Linked DNA regions of Macaca mulatta: region 2 is linked to region 1. Evidence: chromatin contacts called from public Hi-C data. All regions are on one chromosome and are shown on one strand. Each heading gives the region's core, a stretch centred on a gene start, on an enhancer-like site or on the middle of the called end of the contact. The rest is flanking DNA. Distances are from core to core; before and after follow the strand shown. Region 1 holds the start of HOXA3 (homeobox A3). Region 2 overlaps SKAP2 (src kinase associated phosphoprotein 2).

The links. A called contact is a pair of places that touch in the nucleus more often than the background predicts.
Region 2: a contact with region 1 is called in a Hi-C map of fetal cortex germinal zone, with 5 times the contacts expected there. The contact joins the enhancer-like site here to the promoter of HOXA3 in region 1. A contact is called at or near these places in 6 of 14 Hi-C or Micro-C datasets (CD4 T cells, cortical neurons, fetal cortex germinal zone and 3 more).

The regions. Positions count from the first base shown.
Region 1 is chr3:101,190,408-101,195,960 of T2T-MMU8v2.0, reverse strand. HOXA3 (homeobox A3) reads right to left here and starts at 1,652. Exons shown (of 7, transcript XM_077998008.1): 1 at 1-1,652. HOXA7 (homeobox A7) reads right to left here. Exons shown (of 2, transcript XM_015133835.3): 1 at 2,812-5,553; 2 at 345-1,880. The coding sequence starts at 3,190. The coding sequence ends at 1,567.
Region 2 is chr3:101,648,240-101,653,448 of T2T-MMU8v2.0, reverse strand. All of the region lies in intron 9 of SKAP2 (src kinase associated phosphoprotein 2), which reads right to left. Among named protein-coding and RNA genes, the nearest start is that of SKAP2, 170 kb to the right of the region's middle. Within about 2 kb of position 2,203, at least 3 of the 40 cell types and tissues checked have an H3K27ac peak or open chromatin away from gene starts, as enhancers often do. A contact at or near this core is called in fetal cortex germinal zone and fetal cortical plate, where this site is marked.

The sequences.
Region 1 (5,553 bases), core at 403-2,902:
ATTATGCACACAGGGAAGGGCATACACTCTATTGTGGGCACAGAATGACATGCAATTATGGACACACAGAAACACATGCACCCAATTATGGACACCAAAATATACACAATTGTGAAATTAGGTAAAAACACACACACAGAAATACATAAACAGAAAAATAAGCACATACTCATACAAATACACACATAAAAATACATTAAAAAATACATGACACCAATACATGAGCATCCAACACTTGGACCATCACAAGGACAGCCACCCCACTTTTGCTTCCCCACTGCCCCTTTCCCTCCAGCCATGCTCACTTCCCCTTTCCCAGTCTCCTCTGGATAAGGTAGTCCACGTTTTTCTTTGTCACCAAGCATCTTTATTTTTCAGTTACATAAAACACAGCTGGGCTGGGAAGTGTGCCTTCCCTGAACCCCAGGATGGAGCTGAGGGGGATACAGGACAACACAGGAGATGAAGGGCATTGTGGAGGGCATTGGACCTCCCCACCCACTACAGTTAGCTCAAGACAACATACCATGCTACAAAGTCACCCCATTAACACATCCTTTCCAAGTCAAGACACTGCCTTACAAATGAACTCCAAGACTATAGAAACGATCAAACAAAAAAATCTTGTTCAAATATACAGTATCTGCTATTATAGGAAACGTCAGGGTGTACATATTTAACACAGCTGAACAGTAAGATACAGGAGCCAGAGGAAAGGACAGCGAAGCTGGGAGCATCTCCACAGTCCTACTAAGCAGAAGGTAACCCAGAGATCTGCAGCCAGCTCAGGAACATTCCCCTCCAGAAGTGGGGGTTGATGGGCCTGAACTTTGGGTGCCAAGCCAGAGAAGGAGGGATTGATTCTAGGGTACAGCACTTAGAATGCTTTTTGGAATAAATATATTATTTTTCAATTTAAATAGATGCCAATACCCTGATCCTGGACCTCAGCACATTCTCAGGGCAGCCTCAGGGACCCCAAAACCTGCGGGCTGTAAGCAGCAGGGGCCTTGTCTGGGAGCAGTCGGCACTAGGTAGCAGGCAAGCCAGCCAGCACAAAATAGGTAGTTTTAGGGGAGTAGGTAGTAGTGAGATTCACGTTCTTGCGGATCTGGGAGGGTGGTGCTGGGTGTCTGCCAGTGCTGGGATACATAGGGGCTTCCTGGGAATGGAGGCCCTCTGGGCTGGATACATAGGTAGTTTGGGGGTGCCTCGAGCAGAGGCCTGTGCTAGGTAGTATTTTGGCCGCGCCAGCGCAGGGCCGGCTGACCTGGGGTTGGGGTGTCTTTTGGGGTCCTCGGAGGCAGAGGGAATCCAAGGCGACCCAGTCGCTGCGGCCGCTCAGTCCACAAAAGTTGGGAGCTGGAGTAGGTGATGGGGGCCGGGTAGAGTGCAGGTTGGGGACTGTTTTGTTTGTTCGTTGTTTTTTTTTTTTTTTTTTTTCTTTGTTTTTTTTTTTTTTTTTACATTTTCTTTTATTTTCCCCATTTTTGTAAATAAAACCAGTGAGTCTCTTAAAGACGCTTTTCCGACTGTCCGGTGCAGCGAGGGCCCCGGCTCGGCCCCTCATTCCTCCTCGTCTTCCTCTTCTTCATCATCGTCCTCCTCGTCAGCCTTGTCCGCGGCAGCGGTGGCGGCGGCAGAGGGCACGGCGCCCTCGGGAGCTGCTGCGGCAGCCGGACCTTCGTCCTTATGCTCTTTCTTCCACTTCATGCGGCGATTCTGGAACCAGATCTTGATCTGGCGCTCGGTGAGGCAGAGCGCGTGGGCGATTTCAATGCGGCGGCGCCGCGTCAGGTAGCGGTTGAAGTGGAACTCCTTCTCCAGCTCCAGTGTCTGGTAGCGCGTGTAGGTCTGGCGGCCCCGCTTCCTGTCAGGTCCTGAGAACAGACATGCAGACACAGGAACACACGGACAGACAAGTAGACAGGGCACTCGTTAGGCTGCTGTCCCAGAGCCCACACCTTCCTCCTGGCCTAGTCCCAGGCGAGCATCCCCCTCTGCCCCAGGCCCCAAACTGAGCTAGGGGAGGAGGAGGGGTGTTAGGGAAAGACCCCAACTGCAGTGCCAGACTCGCAGGCAGCTCTGTAATTAGCAAAGGCACAGAATCCCAACTTTACAACCGCCTTTTCCAGCCGGCTAAGCTTCCACAATGTCCTGCTTCCCCTGACAAAGGAAAACTGTAAATATAGAGTGTGGGCAAGTGGGAAAAGCTGCACTTTTGCCATTCAAAGATGAGCCCGGCCATTCCCCCACCTTGCTAGGCAAGTGGGCGACCCTTCCCAGCAGCCTGAGACCTCAATCCCCAGGACCTTCCTAGGGTACCCCGACCCTCTGGCCTCATTCCCTCGCCCCCATCTTGAAATGGCCCCTGGCACAGGGTCGGGTGAGAGGCCTTGGAGGGCTTGGCTCTCCCAGCTTTTGAGGAAGAAAAGCCAGGCAGCAAGGAAAAGGAGGAGGAAGAGAAGAAAGGGAGGGAGGGTGACAGAAGAGGGAGAAAGAGAGAATAGCGAACAAACTTAATGTTAAAATTCCAAGGCAAATGGAGTTAAATAAATTTACGAGGATCGAACCCATTAATTGGGCCATAAAAAGTTTTATGAGCCTCATTTACATACAATGCTATGGGCTCCACGCAATGGCGCCTCCGCTCTAATTAAAACCAGAAAGGCTGCGCCGGGAGTCACGGGGCTGCCGGCTCGCAACAGCCTGGCTCCGCTCTTCCGGCCCCCGGCTCCGCGCTCACCAGCGCCGCGCTCCCCGCTCCCGGTCCCGCTCCACCAGCCCGGCCAGCCTAGCGACTGCGCCTACCTGAAGACCGCATCCAGGGGTAGATGCGGAAATTGGCTTCGGCTGGGCCGTGCAGCACGCCCTCGTCCGCCTTGTCGCAGGCGCCTTTGGCGAGGTCACTGCAGAGCCCGGGGATGTTTTGGTCGTAGGAGGCGCAGGGCAGGTTGCTGTAGGCGTCGGCGCCCAGACCGTAGCCGGATGCAAAGGGGCTCTGATAAAGGGGGCTGTTGACATTGTATAAGCCCGGAACGGTCGAGGCGAAGGCGCCGGCGCCCGCCCCGTAGCCGCTTCTCTGTGAGTTGGGCGCAAAGGAGCAAGAAGTCGGCTCGGCATTTTGGAACAGAGAAGCCCCCGCCGTATATTTGCTAAAAAGCGCGTTCACATAATACGAAGAACTCATAATTTTGACCTGTGATTTGTTGTCCGGCAGCTTTCAGTGTCGGTTTTACGAGGTAGCGTGATATATGATAACATTACACCCCCAGATTTACACCAAACCCCATTTTCTTTTGGACGGAGCTCGACGCAGCACGTGACCGCCCACATGACCGCCTCCGCCAATCTCAGCAGCCCTCACAGGTGGTCTCGCTCCGCTGGGCCCGCGGCCGCCTAGAATGGAAGGGGAAGAGGCTCAAATATGCGGCCAACGAATCCGCCCGCGCCCGGTGGGCCTGGCGCGTCGGGCGGAAAAAGACCCGGAGGCTCCGCGGGAGCGCCCAGCTGGCCGCCAACCTCGGCACTGGGGTCTGCAGACGCCGGGCGGCCCCGCCTCGCGCAACCCCCCCATTCCTGCTAGTGAGCCCTGGACCCAGCTTGGGATCCTCCCCATCCCTCTCCTGTCCGCTTGCCCAGCCCCTGGAAGGATCTCTGTTCCCCGCAACAGACTGCCCCTCGGTGGCCTTGTGGGCAGGACTCAGCTATGAGCAGATCGACTCTGCCCAAGTCTTCTCTCATCCAGGTCCAGTGGGCGACACGCCGGACTTAGACTCGGATCCAGACGGGGAAAGCGCAGCGTCGCTTGCAGCTGCAGCGAGAATGCCACCGCAAACTGGAACCATGTGGTTCGAATAAAGTCAACGTCTCTCAGCTTCCTTTCCTTAATCGGAGGCACACTGTTTATCCGCCCTAAAGGAAACAGTGAAATATTTATCTATTAATGAGACTCATTTGCCAACAGATTTATTAACGTGGGGTTCCTCTCCCTCCTCCCGGACGCTGTAGTGCTGCAGGCTCTGTGCCTTCGCTCCTGGGCACCTGGCTGGCTCCAGCAGTCCGATAAATGGCTAAAGATTCTTTTGTCCTTGTCACAACTTCTGGTTCCCCTCTGGCGCATGGGTAGCCAGGGCTGTTTCCCCCAGCTTGGAGAAATCTCAGGCCTGCACCCTTCCAGGCACTCCCAACAGTGGAAGGTTTCTGGTAGCCTTCACCTCAGCCACTCTTAGGCCTCCACCTCCTAGGCCGGGGTGCCTGGGAACAATACATGCTTTAGAGCCGATTTGGAGAGTGGGCTCTGGCGTCTAGGGACTGCAACCCCCTGTGGACTTCCATTTCTTTTGAAGACACCAAAAACAAATAGGGGGACGACCCCCTAAATGCCACCCAGCTGTGGAGGCTTCGCCTATCCAAGTACCAGCTCACACGGAGCTGAGCGCACGGTGGTCTCACTCCCTCCCATCCAGGTCCCCAATTCCTGCCTTCCCAGGCCTCCGACCCCTGCACCACGTTGGACCAGCTGAAGCCCCTGCCGCCCACCGCTCAGAGGAGGATAGTGGGGAGAACCCTTCCCCTAAACGCCTCATAAACTGCCCGGCTGCTCTGGAAACCCAGCCACCTTTTACTGCTCAGCTCGATTACACACCATAAACCCGACCTCACAATGGAATTGCCCCGGAAATTCTCCTGTAAATTATAGAGTTGAGTTCCTTGTGTACAAAGCACTTCCCATCACTTTCAGAGGGTCCAGGCCGCCCCCGTTTACCGCACCCTCTCAGGGGGTCCCAGGAATACAAAAGGTGGAGGGAGGGTTCAGATTGGGACGCCATGGAGCCCCAGTCCCTGCGCAGTGAACCACCCGGGCTTGGGAGTGAAGGTGGGGGCTGGTGGGGCAGGTGGGCCCTGGGCTGTCTCCTCCTGTGCCACGGAAATCCAGGGGTAGGGGTGTGGGGTGGGGGACAATATCCGGAGATGCCTTTATGGCGGATCAGATGATACCGTGTCTCTGATGGAGAATAGAGAGAGTAAGACAAAAAGAAAAAACCTAAATAATCCCTGTGGCATCGCCTTCTGGAAGGAAATAAAAACCCAAGAAAGTTAAAGAAAGATGAAACAAACAAGAAGGCTAGGAGATCAAAGAGGCAGAATTAGACCGCTTTAGACCAATAAATTGTTCCTGGGGTGACACAGAGCAAGATGCAAAGAGAAAAGACCAAGGCCCCCGCTGCCGCCGCCGTCTGTCTAGACTCAAGCGGCTGGAGGGGCTGACAGAGCTGGTGTTTAAAGTAGAACCTGCCCAGTCCAACAGCCCGAGCGGGGAGCGATTTCGGGGAGTGCGGGAAGGAACGCACTTCGCCAAGGGAGGGCTGGGCGCCCTCGCCACCGGCTCATCCCTGCCCCGGTTTTGCCCGGCGCGCGTCCAGGAGGTTCTGGCAGGACACACTGCCCCTCTGCCCTGGCCAAGGAGGATCCGGATACCGCTCGCAAGGCTTCGGCCCTTATGGACCCAAGTCAGCCAACTGGGCCGAGTCCTGCGGACACCGAAACCTC
Region 2 (5,209 bases), core at 954-3,453, 460 kb before region 1:
AGTCCTGAACTGAAGGGGCAAAGGAAATGGAAAGGAGATGGTTATGAGAGGTAAAAGAACTAGAATGGATAAGTTTTGTGCCTGAATGTGGAGGCATGAAGGGAAAAAAAAGAGCAACCAAGGATGGCTAAGGTTTTGAGCTTAGTTAACTGAGAAATGGGCACATTATTACTAAAAGGAGGACAGCCAAGATAATCTATCTTACTGGGGAACACAAGGAGTTGAGGAATTTAATGTATTGGTGGGGTAACCCAGAGAACATGTCTGGGCAACTGCAAAGTATGGTAGAGTAGTCAGGACTATAGGTAGAAATTTAGGAGTCTCCTGAAAATTTTAAATGGGGATGAATCAAAATCAGCATTTCAATCAAGCTTGAGGGTAGCTGTACTTACACCACAAACAGAACTGTTCTGAATTTCTGTAACTCAATTCAAATAAAATAGTGACAGCTCCAATATAAGGGACGCCTGAAAATATCTGGCATTTTATTCATATTGTTAAACCTAACACTGACAATTTAATATGGTTCAGTCAAATAAAGAGAAGACCTAATAAAAGTATACTACTTTTTAAAAAAGTATCCTATCTCCTTTCTTTTTAACAATAGTCATCTCACTTATGCCAAACTTCAAAGGCTAGTTTTACTAAATGGGTTAATAGGGTGTTTCCATATAAGGTTTTAAAGGTAGAAGGGACGTTTACAGTCATTATTCCAACCTACTCATTTTACTGACAGATAATTTTGTAAAAGGTGAAGGAGAAAGCTTTCCTTACTTTTCACACTTTCTTTCCATAGCACCCACTCCCCTTTTAATTCAGTCACAAATTCAATAGTAAGAAGTAAATTAAAAAATGGATAAAGACATTTGTCCTCAGTCAAAAGCTATAACTGCATCAATACAATAGGTACTATTCGTGACTTTTAAGGAGACCGTGGGGGCCGGGCACCGTCACTCATGCCTGTAATCCCAGCACTTCGGAGGCCCAGGTGGGTGGATCACCTGAGGTCAGGAGATTGAGACAAGCCTGGCCAACATGGCGAAACCACGTCTCTACTAAAAACACAAAAATTAGCCTGGCATGGTGGCAGGCACTTGTAATCCCAGCTACTCAGGAGGCTGAGGCAAGAGAATTGCTTGAACCCGGGAGGCGAAGGTTGCAATGAGCCGAGATCGCGCCACTGCACTCCAGCCTGTGCCACAAGAGCGAAGCTCCATCTCAAAAAAAAAAAAAAAAGAGACAGTGGGATTTAGATTTCACCACCCAAATCAGCATCAACATATAAAAATTCATTACAATACTTAATGAAAAAACTCTGCTCTTTGACAAAGTTAACAATGAATTTAGAAGTATTTGTTACTATGAATTTTTTATTAAAATTTAAGTGCCAGTAACATGTACTCTGGATTGTATACTGGTGACAGAGAGCTTTGTCCTTAGAAATATGTATTCTTAAATTATCAGAATAATGATATTAAAAGTATTTACTTAAGAATTAATGTTTACTATAATATATCCAAATTGAAATCCATGTGAGATGCCATTTAATAAGCAGATTTTAGAGGATGAGATGCTCATTAAGGACACTTCCTTTTTCCTTTTTAAACCTGGTAGTGATATTTTTAAACCAAAGCCTTATGCATTTCATATATCAATTTTTCTTAACAATATTTAAACAACTCATTTTATCTTGGCTAACAATACAAACAGCTTCCATATAAAAGATAACAAAATCAAATATGGTGTATGTTTTTGAATTTTAGGCAGGGGAAAAAACCTCAGACTGAACCTTGAATAGAACTTGGCACAAAGGAGATGTTCGAGAAATATAGAGTGAACAAATGGATTGAAAAAATCATAAAAATAAATCTTAACATATTCATTTATTAATAGAATAAAGCTCTTAAAAATATGTAAGAATGAGGGACCAAAATTCTACGCAATAATAACCTTCATATTAGAAATGTATACATTCACATGTTTTTTTATTTAGGTTTGTTATTAAATATGTATTATTTTGGTGTTGAGGCACAATGTCATTGTACAACACTAATTAATACCTCAAATAGTCAGTGTTTGTGAGTTAATATATTCCATTCAACATTTTAATAACAGTAAACAAAAACAGCTCAGCTATGCAGTAAAATCCATCAAACCACACAGATGGTTATAAGGTTTTCATTATGTGGTTTCCATAGCAATCATATTGCAAATCTGGAAGCTTCTTGCAAATAAGCAGCTTGTATTTACATGCCTCTCAGCTGCAGCACAAAACTCTTCAACATGTGAAATTATTATTCCAATCACACATTGTTAGAAGAATCATCAGGAGATTTTTTTTTTTTTTAACAGGATGAAAATAACCGTAAAATGAGCTAAGTGCAGAAGAAAATTCAAACATAGTCACACGTTTACTAAACTGATCAGTGAGAACAGTAGAAATGTTCTGGTAGTCATCAAAAGGTTTTAACCTGTCAAAAATATGAAACTTCCAGGAGCAATCAGATCCTGCAGAATTAAAAAAAACCATAAACTGCACCCACCCCACTTTTTAATAGATATTCGGCCTTCTCTCTGAGTTGAGCAAAGAGAGGAAGAATGGCAAATAGTTTGAGTCTTCCCAAATCTTTTTAGCATTTGAGAAAAAGCTTACTGTGGGAAAAGTCATGGCCCTTTTTTCCCCCTTTTAACCTATTTAATTTACAAAATGGATCCAGCTCCGTAACAGATGGATTATTACCCCAATAAGGATTGCAAATCTGTCTAGCTATGAAGTTTTTACAAAATGGGCATTTATGGCTTACTAATGTTCTTATCTTCAGGATAAATAACCAAAAAGAAGAGTTACAAGCAAATGGCACCATTTAGCTGACATTGCTTGAAAAAGGGTTGAAGACAATTTGTTAGCACCAACTCAAGGTATATGATGTTCACATCAAGGCTGAGGACTGATTTTATCATCTCTTCCAGAGAGAAGAGGAAGACAATATAAAAAAATCTTTGACTTACAAAATGATCACCTTTCTCACTAAGCACCCTCAGAAAACAGCTTTACTAAATTATAATGTATTTTAAAACATGAAACAGAATCAAAAGTTAAGCTCTGAAATAAAGTTTGGTTTTAGATCTCTACCTGTCCAGGCATTATTTATGTATTATATATTTTTCTCAGGAAATGTGAATATTTATTGCTTAAATGTTCACATTACATGCATTTATATCCATTATGTAACTAAATCCTCCAACAATTCTATGAGGTAATAATAAGTACTTTTATCATAACCATTTTATGAATACGAAAAGTGAATTTATGGAGCCTGAATAACTTGTCAAGGTTCACACATCCAGTTATTGCATAAGCTGGGATTTTAACTTTAGGCATATGCCTTAACTCTAAGCCACAGTGTCTCTTCCTAAATTTTCATTAAAATCTTCAATTTACAGGTGGATTGCTTTCTAAAATTTTACTTAAAATATTGTCTGTTTGTGGACTTTGAAAACATTTTCACATAGATGAGCAGGTTCTATACTTTCATAGCATTGTATCTGAAGTACATCTTAAGCAAACTTTTTAGTGCTGATTTAGAAAAATTGCAACCAGGGGTGCCCAAAATATATGGTCTTCTGTCTCTCCTCCCAGTTCCCCTTCCTCACTTCTAGCTTTTAACACACTTCTCTGTTCCTAAAGTTACACACTATTTGGGCATTGCACACAAGATGCCCCTGAGTGGGAGATGGAAGAGGTGACGTGGAGGAACAGAGGACGCCACTGGCTAGTCCTAGTGGTAAAATGTAAAAGACAGAAGAAGTGCTGGGAGGATTTACACAAACAGCACCCCACCCGCTCTTCTCTCCCATGACCTGTGGCAAGCCACAAAGGCTGGAAGAAGGGTTGGAAAAGTTAGATTCGAATCTAAGGAGTATGGGCAAAAGGTTCAAATTTATGACAGCAAGGGAAAGTGAGCTCCCCAGGGGTCTATAAATCCAGAACTATTGGTAATATGAAGGATTTTTATATTATTATATTTTATTATACTTCTAAAGGACTGTTCTGTCTATTCAATAGACTATTATTTGACAGCAATAAAATACATATTTTTAAAAAGATATAAACATGTGCCTTTTAGCATTATACAAACTTCAAAATGAATGGAAGGATAAAGATGACTGAAATAGCATGGTTAGAGTCATGTTTACTCTTATGGAAATTTGGCAAAGTAGGGCCTATTGTTACAGCTCTGTTACTCACATAAACTGGACACTGCCTCTAATTCTTAGTGTTATCTCTGTACTTCAAAGTAGGAAGAGTAAGTCTATCCCATAGCACTTTGAAGAAGGACTGGGGGAAGACAACGAGATAACCAGACTTCTCAGGGGAAAAAATGAAGAATTAGTATGCTGTATCAAGTTTATTACCTTAGGAACTAGGAGTTTTGCAACAATTTATTAATTAAGCAACCAGGAAGGTTAATGTGATATAAAATAAGCAACAGTTGTTCAACCACAAAATCTAATTTTCACCTTTGACATTCTATTATTATAAGGTTTAACATGAAAAGGTTATCACTACACTTCAAAAGTAAAAGGAAATACCATTGTAGTAAATTTCTGTACTATGACATTAAAATTAATAATTTAAACACAAATCTGCTTTAGGAGGGCCAAGGCAGGAGGATCACTTAACAGTTTGAGTTTATAGTGAGCAAAGATCAAGCCATTCCATTCTGGCCTGGGTGACAGAGCAAGAGCCTGTCTCTAAGAAAAACAAAAACAAAAACAAAACCCATACACACACAAATCGGAAAATGTGAAAATAATAATTTTTCACATAGATATATTTGTTAACATCATGATTGGGATGTTGAGGAAAAAACTTGAACTCAAGCAAAGATCTCATTTGACAGAGTCAGGACAAAAAATCTTAGAAGGGAAAGAAACCTTAGATAGAATCTCGTTCTGTTTCCTCTTTTCATAGAAGACGAGGTAAACTGTGGGTGCTGAATGACTGGACCAAGGGCACACAGCTTGCACACTGTACCCTTCTGCCTGAAACTGGCTCCTGTGCACTGCAGATATTTCTGAAAATGTTATCTGTTGCTTGAGAAGTACTCCTTTATTTCAGGAGCAGTCTTGTATACACTTGATCATCTACCGGCAATTAGGCAATTATGGCAAACAGGAACGTATATAGATTAAAAACAAAGTTTTC